3 separate regions of the Mus musculus genome follow, and all the other regions are linked to region 1. The links are chromatin contacts, called in public HiChIP or PLAC-seq and promoter capture Hi-C maps. All regions are on one chromosome and are shown on one strand. Each heading gives the region's core, a stretch centred on a gene start, on an enhancer-like site or on the middle of the called end of the contact. The rest is flanking DNA. Distances are from core to core; before and after follow the strand shown. Region 1 holds the start of Daam2 (dishevelled associated activator of morphogenesis 2). Region 2 overlaps Kif6 (kinesin family member 6). Region 3 overlaps Kif6 (kinesin family member 6).

Evidence for each region. Promoter capture Hi-C pulls out the DNA fragments that hold promoters and counts their contacts. HiChIP or PLAC-seq counts read pairs in DNA pulled down with a chosen protein or histone mark.
Region 2: a contact with region 1 is called in an H3K27ac HiChIP or PLAC-seq map of heart atrium, with 2.0 times the contacts expected there. The contact joins the enhancer-like site here to the promoter of Daam2 in region 1. A contact is called at or near these places in 5 of 39 promoter capture datasets (the 3T3-L1 cell line, 3T3-L1-derived adipocytes, cranial neural crest and 2 more), 2 of 484 Hi-C or Micro-C datasets (the HL-1 cell line and adipose-derived mesenchymal stem cells) and 3 of 115 datasets of contacts at active chromatin or transcription factors (embryonic stem cells, heart atrium and neural progenitor cells).
Region 3: a contact with region 1 is called in a promoter capture Hi-C map of maxillary cranial neural crest, with 2.1 times the contacts expected there. The contact joins the enhancer-like site here to the promoter of Daam2 in region 1. A contact is called at or near these places in 3 of 39 promoter capture datasets (the 3T3-L1 cell line, cranial neural crest and maxillary cranial neural crest), 1 of 484 Hi-C or Micro-C datasets (the N1E-115 cell line) and 1 of 115 datasets of contacts at active chromatin or transcription factors (fibro-adipogenic progenitors).

The regions. Positions count from the first base shown.
Region 1 is chr17:49,563,013-49,566,598 of GRCm38.p6, reverse strand. It overlaps Daam2 (dishevelled associated activator of morphogenesis 2), which reads left to right and starts at 2,289. Exons shown (of 25, transcript NM_001379372.1): 1 at 2,289-2,396.
Region 2 is chr17:49,640,987-49,644,678 of GRCm38.p6, reverse strand. The region is part of intron 3 of Kif6 (kinesin family member 6); the gene reads right to left. Among named protein-coding and RNA genes, the nearest start is that of Kif6, 28 kb to the right of the region's middle. Within about 2 kb of position 1,363, at least 8 of the 459 cell types and tissues checked have an H3K27ac peak or open chromatin away from gene starts, as enhancers often do. A contact at or near this core is called in heart atrium, where this site is marked.
Region 3 is chr17:49,690,043-49,693,664 of GRCm38.p6, reverse strand. The region is part of intron 6 of Kif6 (kinesin family member 6); the gene reads right to left. Among named protein-coding and RNA genes, the nearest start is that of Kif6, 77 kb to the right of the region's middle. RefSeq lists an enhancer at 1,717-2,884. Within about 2 kb of position 2,069, at least 57 of the 459 cell types and tissues checked have an H3K27ac peak or open chromatin away from gene starts, as enhancers often do. A contact at or near this core is called in fibro-adipogenic progenitors, where this site is marked.

The DNA.
Region 1 (3,586 bases), core at 1,040-3,539:
GAAGGAGGAGAGCTCCCTCAGCTTTTTCTTGGGGTCTTCACAGCCTTCATCAATTAGATGAGGAGGTCTCGTCCGAATTCCTCAGAATCTACCCATTTAAATATTAATCTCATCCCAAACCATTTCCCTGGAAAGATCCAGAATAATACTTGAGCAGATAGCTGAGTGCTGCAGTCCGGCTATTTGGCAGGTGACATTGATCTTCAGGAACATGGCCTGAGATCATCCCTTGCCACAGTTAACTGAAGCAGTGAGAAGTGGGCTGGGCCCTCCAGCGTGGCCTCCACAGTCTGAGTTCTCTCCATCATCGTCTTCCACACTTATATCACATGTTCTTCTCCCGAGTGCTGCTGGGAAGTCTGCCCGGCCCCTTGAGGGAGTGAGGAGAAGGGTTTGAGAAGCCTGTTCCCCACCCTGATCCACGCTCTTTGGAAGTTTGTGGTGCTCTGAGCTGCCTGCTCTGGGAAGAGAAAGCCTCCCAGTGAGTGCACTTTAGAGGCTCAGTGACTCAGTGATGCTCAGGAGACAGTCCTAGGAGATGGGAGCTCTTCAAGATGGCGGACTCCTATTGGGACTTGGTGCGCTAGGATTGGTATGGGGTGCCATCCCATTTCACAAAACCCTTTGGGACTCACTGGCCTAAAAAAAAAAAAAAAAAAAAAAAACAAAAATCTCAGCACCAATTTCTTCTGATTTGAGCTTTTCTTATTTTTTTTCCCATCCCAGCTCTGCCTCACCTCTTCTTTCCCTTTTGATTTTTTTAAAAGTTTTCAAAAATTGTCTTTAAATTTTATTTAAATAAGTTTAAGGGTTTTTTTTTATTTTGTCTGTTTATTTTTTGTGTGTGAGAAATTTATTTTTTTTCCTATATGCTAGATTGGTTGTTTGGTTGTGTGTGTGTGTATGTGTGTGTGTGTGTGTTTATGAACTTGTAGAATGTGCCACCACATGCCTGTGGAGGTCAGAAGACATCGAGCAGCAGTTATGTCTCTCTCTTTCCACCATGTAGGCAGGCTCTGGGAATCAGCTGAGGTCTTCAGGCTTGTCCACCAGTACCTTGACCAGTTGAAGAACCTTGCCAGTCAGCTCTCAGATCTGCCCATCTTTCAATGTATCCCGCTCCTCATTTTGTCTGGAGAGATGTCTCTCAGTGGTTTGTGTCTTGCAGACACACACTCCCAACTGCTTCAGGGGGCCGGTGCTAATGAGACCATTCCCTTTCCTTCGGTTTCCTTTCCTGTTTTGCTCAACCCATCCCATGTTTCTTTATGATGGCACAATAAAGTTTGCTTGTGGGATAATTCAGAAAGGAGATGGTTCACTGCAGATGGTCAGTAAATAAGTCAACCATATGTCTCCTACACCTAAATAATTTTCCACTCCCCCTCTCTTAACAATAATAACAATAATAGATTGCTTTTATGTAGGACTTGCTACGTGGCTGCCAATATTGACAATAAATAGTTGGAAAGGGGGACATCTGGGTGTGGGCAGGGTACACAATAAATAGGCATGCAAGGTACTGTGGGTTATAGAGACAGCTGCTCTTAACTGACACCATTTCCGGTTTGGCCAACGAGACCCACAACCCCACATTTTAAAACACTAAATGCAAGCTTTTGGAGGATGAATAAGCTATTGTATATGGCGTGAACTACGTGTATAAGCAATAGGGTCGGATGAACTGGCCAGCTCTGAGTTGGAAAAAGCATACAAAGAGGCAAGGAGTGTGGAACATAATTTAATAAAAATAAATTTTATAAAAAACCCTATGAATTCCCAAAGAAGAAGTGGAAAAGTTGTTAGGGTGTGGTGCAAGCCTTCTAATTAGTGGTTGCTCTGTGCTGCTGGCTTATCTCTCTTGCCAACACCTTCCAGGCATACACTGACCAGCGAAGGCACCCTGCTTTCCAGCCTGATAGTTGGCTCCCCACATGGTCCTCTGCTAGTTGGCCAGAGGAGGGGAGGCTTCTGCTTAGATGGCCACTTTTAGCCTCTTTGACCCTGATATGCTTCCAAAAAGAGGCAGCCCCCAAGAAGGGCTGGATGCCAAAGTGAGAAAGAGCGGGCCCCAGTCCTGCTGGTCCTGCTGTGTACCGGTGGCTGTCTCTGTCCCAGTCAGTTCCCAGCGTGAAAACTGCAAATCAACTCCCAAGTTGCTGCCATCGGATCAGCACCTAGGGGAAAAAGCCAGAGTCTCTCCTAGCCATAAATATCCCTAGCTCCAAGACGCCTGACGTCAGAGCGGGGCGGGCGGCGGCGCGAGGCCGGCCGGGAGGGAACAGCCTGCTTTCTCCGGAGTCCTGAGCAGCCAAGGACTGAGCTGAGCAAGCGGAGCGCGGTGCCTGCGGGAAGCCGGGACAGCAGCAGCCTCACCGTGCCATGCGGGCCTCAGGGTAGGTGCAGCACTGGAGACTTAGGCGCGGGGAGACATCAGGACACTTTTCTGCCGCTTTACTTTTCCCTGTTGCGTTGGCGTCGGAAAGGCAGCCCCTCCAGCAGCTGCCTGTTTTGTTCTGGAAAATGTTTGCAGAGACTCCGATCCTGGAGTGGGCTGTGTGTGCGTGCAGAGGGGGTGGAGTGAGGAGTGTGTGCATCGGGCCACTCACTGTACACGGCTTCGGAAAACTTTGGAAAACTTTTTAGCGGCTTTGCAATTAGACTCCTGATGGCTTGAGCGAAACGACATAGATAGCACCCCGCTCCCAGATGCTGACAACTTCTTCGGTGGCTACTTTGCCCATTTCGGTGTGTGCGTTCTGTTAGGTGGACTGAAGTCTTTCCAAGCCGACAGCTCCCACTTGTAGGCAGGGCCTTAACAAGGAGGATGGGCAGCCTAGTGGAGTGGCTCTTGTTCTTCAGATAGCGGGACCTTGGGCATGCCGAGAAGCATCAGGGAGATCAGGGAGAGAGAATCCCCAGGCTGTGGCCCTTGGCACCTGTGGGACAGTCCAAACTCTTGCTATGTTGGGGTCTAACCTTCGATGCACTGGGATTCTAACAACGCAGAAAGGATTTAGTGTGGCCACAGGTAACAGGGTGGGAGAGAAGGAGGAGGAGGAGAAGGGAGGGCAGGAGGAATATGATGGAGGAGAAGGGAGGAGAGGAGGAGGAGATGATAGTGCTGCTGGCTGCTATAGTCCTGTGTCCAGCTCTGTGTCAGGAGCAGGGTTGGATGTTTCTGCCCCATGTGCCCATAGTGGGCTAACTTCAGGTTCTCTGGGAGGGACACGGGCTGCAACACCCAAAACAAAATGTATACTGGTAACATAAAGAGACTTGTTTGAGCTGTGGGCAGAGGGAGGGGGCGGTAGGGGAGAGCAAGAGAGATTTTTATCAAAATTGAACACAGATTGCTGGAGTCTGGGCTTGGTTTAACCCTTCTCTCTCTCTGCCTTGGCTGCTTCTCTGCAGCCCTGGGGAGTGTGTGGCCAGTTCCTGGGATGGGGGGAGGGCAGCGTCCTCCCCCCACCCCAGGGGGGTTGTCTGGAAGTCCCCAGGGGCACGGAAGTCACTTTTCTGACTCTCAAGAGCTTTTCCAGTTTTGTGTTGTCCTTCTCTGTGTGGCATCTGTTTCTCAGGAGAG
Region 2 (3,692 bases), core at 114-2,613, 79 kb before region 1:
ACTCTGAGCAATTTCTTTTTTTTTTTTTTTTAATTTTCCTTAATGGCTAAAAAGTTAACTTGAATCAATTCACTTTAAAAACAAATTATTCACCTTTTCATTTTCACTTAACACTTATGCAGACATTTGATCTTCGAGATAGAGGCTAAAATGTATTATCTTAATATTTCTTACCAGGAACGCTTTGATATTATAAGGTGGAAAAGCCCGCTCCAGGACAAACAAACAGATGAAAAAACTTAACAGAACAGCCCTCGCTAAATGACGCCAAGGTCACTTCTTAATGACTTCACAAAGCATTTACTTCTGCAGACACAAATCTACTCCTGTGGTTCCCTGCCTCCTCCCTGGCTCTGAGAAGAGGGCAGAAGTCGTTCCCTTACTCTTTGAATGCAGATGTTAAGCATCACCCCTGCATGTTAAATGGAGCACACACATGTGGATGTGCCCAGCCAGGGTGGACAGGCTCTCCTGGGAATACAGCAGCTCACCCACCCTTATGTTTCTGTGTCATACATCGTTGAGTTTGTCAACCACTTCCTTTACTCTGACATAATTTTTACCTCTCATATTTACCTCTGAAGTTGTTCCTTCTCCCCCTTATGCCCAGCTACTTTAAAAAAAATTCTAGCTTCAACAACAGGCTCTGGAAATCCTTCTACAGCTTAGCTAACCTCTGACCACAGACTACTTTCCCCGCCTCTCTCAAACAAGATGCCAGAAGGCACTGCTGCTGGGAATAGCGTGTGTGTCTAATCTTTGTGAGGTGTCAGAGGCATGATGGCACCTTGGATGGCACAGCTTGGCGCTTGAAGGTGTTGGTGCAGCCCAGTCATGTCCAAGGTCAGCAGGCGTGGTCCAGTTTGGATCTTGGTACCTGGACCTTCAGCATGCTTAGACTTGTAGATATAAACCAAGGGTGGCGCACACATGTTGTTTGCCTCTCTGAGCAGGCTAGGCAGGAGTAGGGATTACTTGCTCTTCTGGGGCTCTCCTGGAGAGGGTTCTTTAGTGGGGAAACCTACCCACAACCTCTAGTGAAATAGACAAACAAGTTGTCACTCATTGGAGACCTCTGAGGAGATCATAGGGCTCTGCCTCACAACATGACCATGTGTCACGATTTTACGAGTCTTCTGAGAAAGAGAAAACAGAAGCCCTGGACCCAGAGAGTGTTTGAGGAATATCCTAGCAGACATTCTCTACATCTCTAGAGTAATCATTTGATGGTATGGTTACCCCTTACCAGAACGTCAATTGGGATTGCACCACTTAAGTCAAGTACCTGGGTATGGCTGGCTCACAGACCCCACTCAGCTCTTACTGTCTGCCTCTGGCCCTCCCCAAACCAACCACATGAGGGTGCTGTGGTTGCCGCCTAGTTCAAACCTGAAATTCACATCTAGTCAGGCAGTTTGGGGAAGTGCCAACTGCAATCACGGGCGTGTTTTAATCTACGAAGTCGCTAATTTGATTTTTCCATTCCATGTGCGATGTGTTTCTGTCACATACTGAGCTTCGTGCTAATTGCTGTAGGACATCAATGCATAAAGACAAAAGCACGGGGCACAGATTAAACACCGAGAAAGCGTGGAGGAAGGGAAGATTGTAAGATCCATTGTAAGGTCCCTGGGTGTGCTCTGAGTGGGCTATACTGAGGGCTTACATGCTGAATACTCACAACAGAGGGCTCACATGCTAAAGACTCACAGCAGACACCATGGGCAATGGTCCCACACACAAGTGAAAGCAAACCCTGACTTACACAGCATAGCATCCAAAACAATCAGAGAGACCCTGCCTCAAAGCAAGGCAGGAGGAAGGGAGTGACTCCTGACCTGTGCAGGAGCTCTATGCCATACATAGGCCAACACACACACACACACACACACACACACACACACACACACACACACACATTTACAAGTCAGGAGCATGAGAGGATAATTGATTTAAAAGCTTACCCAAGTCTTAAACCATCATTTGGAAAGAGCAGAACTAATGTTAATATTAGGGGAACGGGTAGTATATAGTAAATAGGGGTTCATCCTATTCCTACATGGGAAAAGGTGAAGGCAAGCACTGGACATGGAACACGCAGTGAACGTGGCACCAGCGGGGGCGGGGGAGCCGGGAAATGTGTCACACAGAAAGCAACAAGCCTTCCTGATAAAGCTGGTAGCTGGCATTCCAAAGGGGGAAAAAATCAGCAGCCTGAATGCAAAGCTCACCCAGACCAAGCGCCTCTGTGAAGCCGGTCACATCATTACTTTGTATAATACAGGTTCAAAGACCCAGTTAGAGAAAAGTGAGACAGGATCTTGGAGCAGGTCAGGGACCCTGACCAAGATGGTCAGCAGAAAAAGGATCAGGCCAGAAAGGCTCCCACTGACACTAGATCCTGCACTGCTTCCCTTTGAAAGAGAGAATTCCGAGGAACATTGTAATTACAGGTAAAACTGTTAGAGCAAGGAAACCTGAAGTAACCACGCCCAGTCTCTCCAGCACTCGGTCACAAAGAAACTCTGAAATTTTAGGAATGCAAACTACCAGGAACTTATTAATGATTAATGACACAGAAAGGTGATAGAGAAATCAAGCCATGTATGGACTCTATGCACTTCTGAACTGTAGAAAGTCAAGTTTTGCGTTCAGCAGGAAAACAACCAGAGAGGAGGTCCTGAACGTTCTCTGGTCAAGGAGAAGCCAGCCCTAGCAAACACAGGAAAGAGAGTGCCAAGTGGCTGGCTTGTGGCTCACCTGAACATTTCTTCGACTGAGATGCTAGAAGCGCAAAGAGAGAGAGAGAGCGCTGGCTCCTCCGCATTCACTCCCCTGGTGTGGTTCACATGGAACTCGGGACACATACTTTCTTCAGAAGACGAGATGCCTAAACTGAATCGGATTGAGCTTGCAAGTTCGCTGGGGGAAAGCCCCAGGGACAGAGTGCTGAGATGCCATCGGGGCATCTCAACAGCAGTGATGGACACGCTGACGCTGTACGATGCTTTCAAAGACCAGTGGCTCCTGCTCAGTACTTTTACCAAGCAATTGTGGGCGAATCCAGAGAATATGCGCACCCCATAGGCAGACAACTCCATGCCACAAAGTAACACTGATATGCGAGGTAACCGACTCGGAATGTTTTTAAAGCTACAAGAAGGAACCACATCCAGCAACAAGATGAAACAATACAAAGTCCTACAGCGCATCACATTAGCACAGAATAGGAAATGGCAGACCCAGGCTCTTCCACCATGCCCGGCAGAAAGCCTGTGAGCATGCCCAGAAGCGCTCCTCTTCAAATCCACTTTCGGATTCTCCCTAACTGAGCTTTCTTTACTCGCATAATTAAATTTTCAGGCATGTAAGGAAACAGCGTAAAACAAAGAGGTAAATGAAAGGCAAAGTGGGGGAATTAAAAACAAAAAAAATCAGTCCACACTAAGGCCATTTTGAGTACTCGGCACAGGTACTTCAAAGCAATGCCAGAAGGCCCCCTGCCTACAAAGGACCGGTAAGATCAAAGCAGACTTCCTAAAAAGCTCATTGTAAAAGATGATATGGTGGAGTTTTTCAGAGGCTGAGAATCAGAGCCAAGCAAAGCTTCCATGCCTCGCTAATACAGACAGCCAGGAGATCAACATGGAGACTTCTCCACAGACAAGCCAGAAAGAGAAGGATGGCTTCAA
Region 3 (3,622 bases), core at 820-3,319, 130 kb before region 1:
TACAGCTTGTTTACACTCAACACAATAATGCCAACCCCCAGAGCATTAAGCTTCTCTCCAAGAGAGAAAGTGCTTACTTGTGAGGTCAAGAAGCATGCGGATGGGCTGTAAGTCCCAAAAAGGCCCCCTCCGAGGACAAGCTCTGGGGACCTGCATGCTGTGAAGAAGGAGGGCATAAGGCATAGGGAGGTGGCTGCTGTGGAGGTTGATAGTGAGTGCATTCACGAGTGACCAACTCTCATAGCTCATCAGAGACCCATATTCAGAAAACAATGGTGACATCACTGAGGGTGGCTGGTGCTGTGACCTGAGGGTGGCACTTTCCACCCCCACTCCCCCATGTCAGAGCATCAGCTACTGTGCCCGAAAGCAAGCTGGGCACACATCCCACACAAAGAGCTACAAGTGACAGATTCAGTACTTGGGTTGAGTTCATCGCTCTAATTATTAGATATATAAAATAATTACTGTACCCACGAGGCACTCTGCAAGTAAGTGTAATTATAATCTATAAGTTTATAATAAATACAAAGAACTGTTCTAAGTTCCTGATGGCCAGTCCTGCTTGTATCCTAGGCTTAAATGGAGACAACCTGTTAACTGGAGATCAAATTTATTTATTTTAAAACATTTATTCTTAAAACTTCTGCCCGCCTGTCTGTTTCTGTCTCTCTCTCTCTCTCTCTCTCTCTCTCTCTCTCTCTCTCTCTCTCTCTCTCTCTCTCTTTCTCTCTCTGTGTGTGTGTGTGTGTGTGTATGTATGTGTATAGGCTTGTCTATGCAAATTAATGTAGATATCTTTGGAGCCCATAAGAAGGTACTGGGTTTACTGCAGTTGGAGTTAGAGACAGTTCTGAGACGCCTGACATGAACACTGAAATCTGAACTGGGCTCCTCTTAAAGTTCAGCAAGTTCTCTTAATCATTGAACTGTCCTTCCAGCCCCAAAGACCAACAATACAAAACAATAAAACATTGCCTAGTTATAGCAATACTCATCTCAGAATAAGGTACAACATACAAAACACATGAAATAAAGATTGATTTGCAAATACAAGAACAAAAAAAGAACTAAAAGACATATATAAAATAAGAATGTTTTTGCTTAATATATGACTGTTATTTCATCAGTACTGATTCCTTTAATAATTTTTTGTTTGATTTTTGTTTCTGTGTTTGTTTTCCAGAGACAAAGTCTCTCTGTATAACATGGCCGTGGGTCACCATTTGGGTGCTGGAAATTGAACTCAGGACCTCTGGAAGAGCGGGCAGTGCTCTTAACCACTGAGCCATCTTACTAGTTCAATTGTTTAAAACTGACTGACTACTATAGAGCAGGCTGTGTTTCTAGTTTCCATGGATATGGGCTCTGTAAACAAGATATGGTGTCAGCATGTCAGCCAGACATACCAGAATACTCCAAGAGAAAAACGGAAGAAAGTACCAAGGTTGAAGGATGTTCAGAGCTTAGTGACAGCAAGGATTGGGTAGATATGATAGCTCAAAGAGAAAAGGAGCTTGCCACCAAGCTCAAGGAGGAGAGTTGAGTCTCCGGGACCCACACAATGGAAGGAGAGAAATAATCTTTGTTAGTTGTCCTCTGACTTCCACAGACAACATACCACACCTACACACATACACCCAAAGTAAATAAAAATGTTCTGTGCAAATAAAAAAAAAAGAATTTAAAAAATTATAAAACATGGAAAACACAAATTGCAACAGGCTTTTCTTGTTTTCCCTCCAGCTGGCAGACCTTGGGAATGCTGGGGTATGACGGGCAGAGCCAGCATAGGCCTGCTCACATAACTCTTCTGACTCTTTTTAGCCACCAGGTGCAAACTCCTGCCCACCTCAGTGAAGCTATTTCAAGTCCACTAAGCCTCAGACTGCAGCTTGTAAGTGCTGCGGGATGCTGTGGTCCAGAGTGACCCTCTGCCTTGTGTGAGCAGAGGGTGCTGGAGAACAGGGGTGGGGCCCGTCCAGGAAAACACCAATAGACTTAGCAGGGGCGGAGGTGGTCTGACGAGAACATACAGCATGCCTTCTCCAAATACACTGGACTAGTTGACGGGAACAGCTCAACAAGGAGAGTCAGGAGGTATCAAGTCACACCAGCTATGAGTGGGTCCTCGGGGTGTGGTAACTCGTGGTTCAGTACGTGCAACATTCACACTCACTTGGGAAAAAAATTACCTACGGGACATAATCAAGTATTATTCAAAATAGTGGTAGGATTGCAGAACTTAATACTTCTGAATAAAGAAATGGCTTTAACAACTTTTCTGTAAAAGGCTGAATACCAAAGAAAAGCGTACTCCACCTTGTGTCCTACATATCTGGACTTTGTTTTGCAAATGTTTTCTGGTTTCCATGACAACCTCTAGAGTTGTCTGTGCAAAGGAAAACTCTCCTTCTCTCTCTCTCTCTCTCTCTCTCTCTCTCTCTCTCTCTCTCTCTCTCTCTCTCTCTCTCCCTCTCTCTCTCTCTCTCTGTCTCTCTCTCTCTTCCCTTCCCTCCGCCTCTCTCTTTTAAAGAAATGATTAGTGTGTTCTTTTTATCATGGAAAGCTCGTTCTGTGCTGACAAATTACATCTTGACAGTTAGCTCGTGATCCAAGACAGGCGTGTCAGCAGGCTGAATAATAAGGAATTTTCAGGAGCTGGCAATCTGCATTTATAGTTTTATGTATGAGTGGTTGCTTTCATTGAATTCAAGAGATAAACGAAAGTGCTAAATACTTGGAATACTTCTGAGATAATTCAGAAGTACATCCATGCTTGAAATAGCTGACAGATGTCAATGTGATGACTGTGGTACGAAGGGACATGAGCTGCTGAATCAGAAGGACAGGGCAGAGCCTGGCATCCACTCACTAAGCTGTGTGGGCTTCCGCAGGACACAGAGCCCGTTCAACCTGTCTCCCCCAATAAAGTCAGTGCTGGAAATTCTGCATGGGTAGGTGATAACAATGTGTGGGTGGCTAAGGGAGCTTGCTGCTAACACTTGTGACATGAGTTTGATTCCCAGAACGCACATGCTGTCTTCTGGCTTTCACATGTGTGTTTTGGCATGTGCACACATATGTACAAATGCATAAGCATAAATGAATGAAGCATAAATGAATGAATAAATAAATAAATAATAAATGTTATTCTTAAAGATGTATATAAAGTGCATTGAATGGCAAGGCTATGACCACTAGTTTTATCAAAGAAAAAAAAAAGAAGCAAACATGGGAGAAATGAACACACTAGGCAATATTGATTCAGGGACACACTAGGATTGGGCTGCTTTGGGTTTAAGGCCTTTAGGGGGTCATTAGTAGATAAATCCCCCAGTGGGCAATAGGAAAGACTTGGGTGTTTGTGAGGTGGAAAATGGCAGGTACATTTCACAAAGGCTTTCCTTAGAACTTTTCAAAATGGCCTAAAATTCTGTATGGAATCAACTAATAAAATTGTCCACTGGTGAGTGGGTTTACTTCTGGGTCTTCCATTCTCTACTACTGATCAACCTGTTCTTATGCTAATACCATGTGGGTTTTACTACTATAGCTCTCTCGGATAGCTTGAGATCAGGGATGGGGGTATCTCCGTTAGTTCTGGTTTTGTACAGGTGTG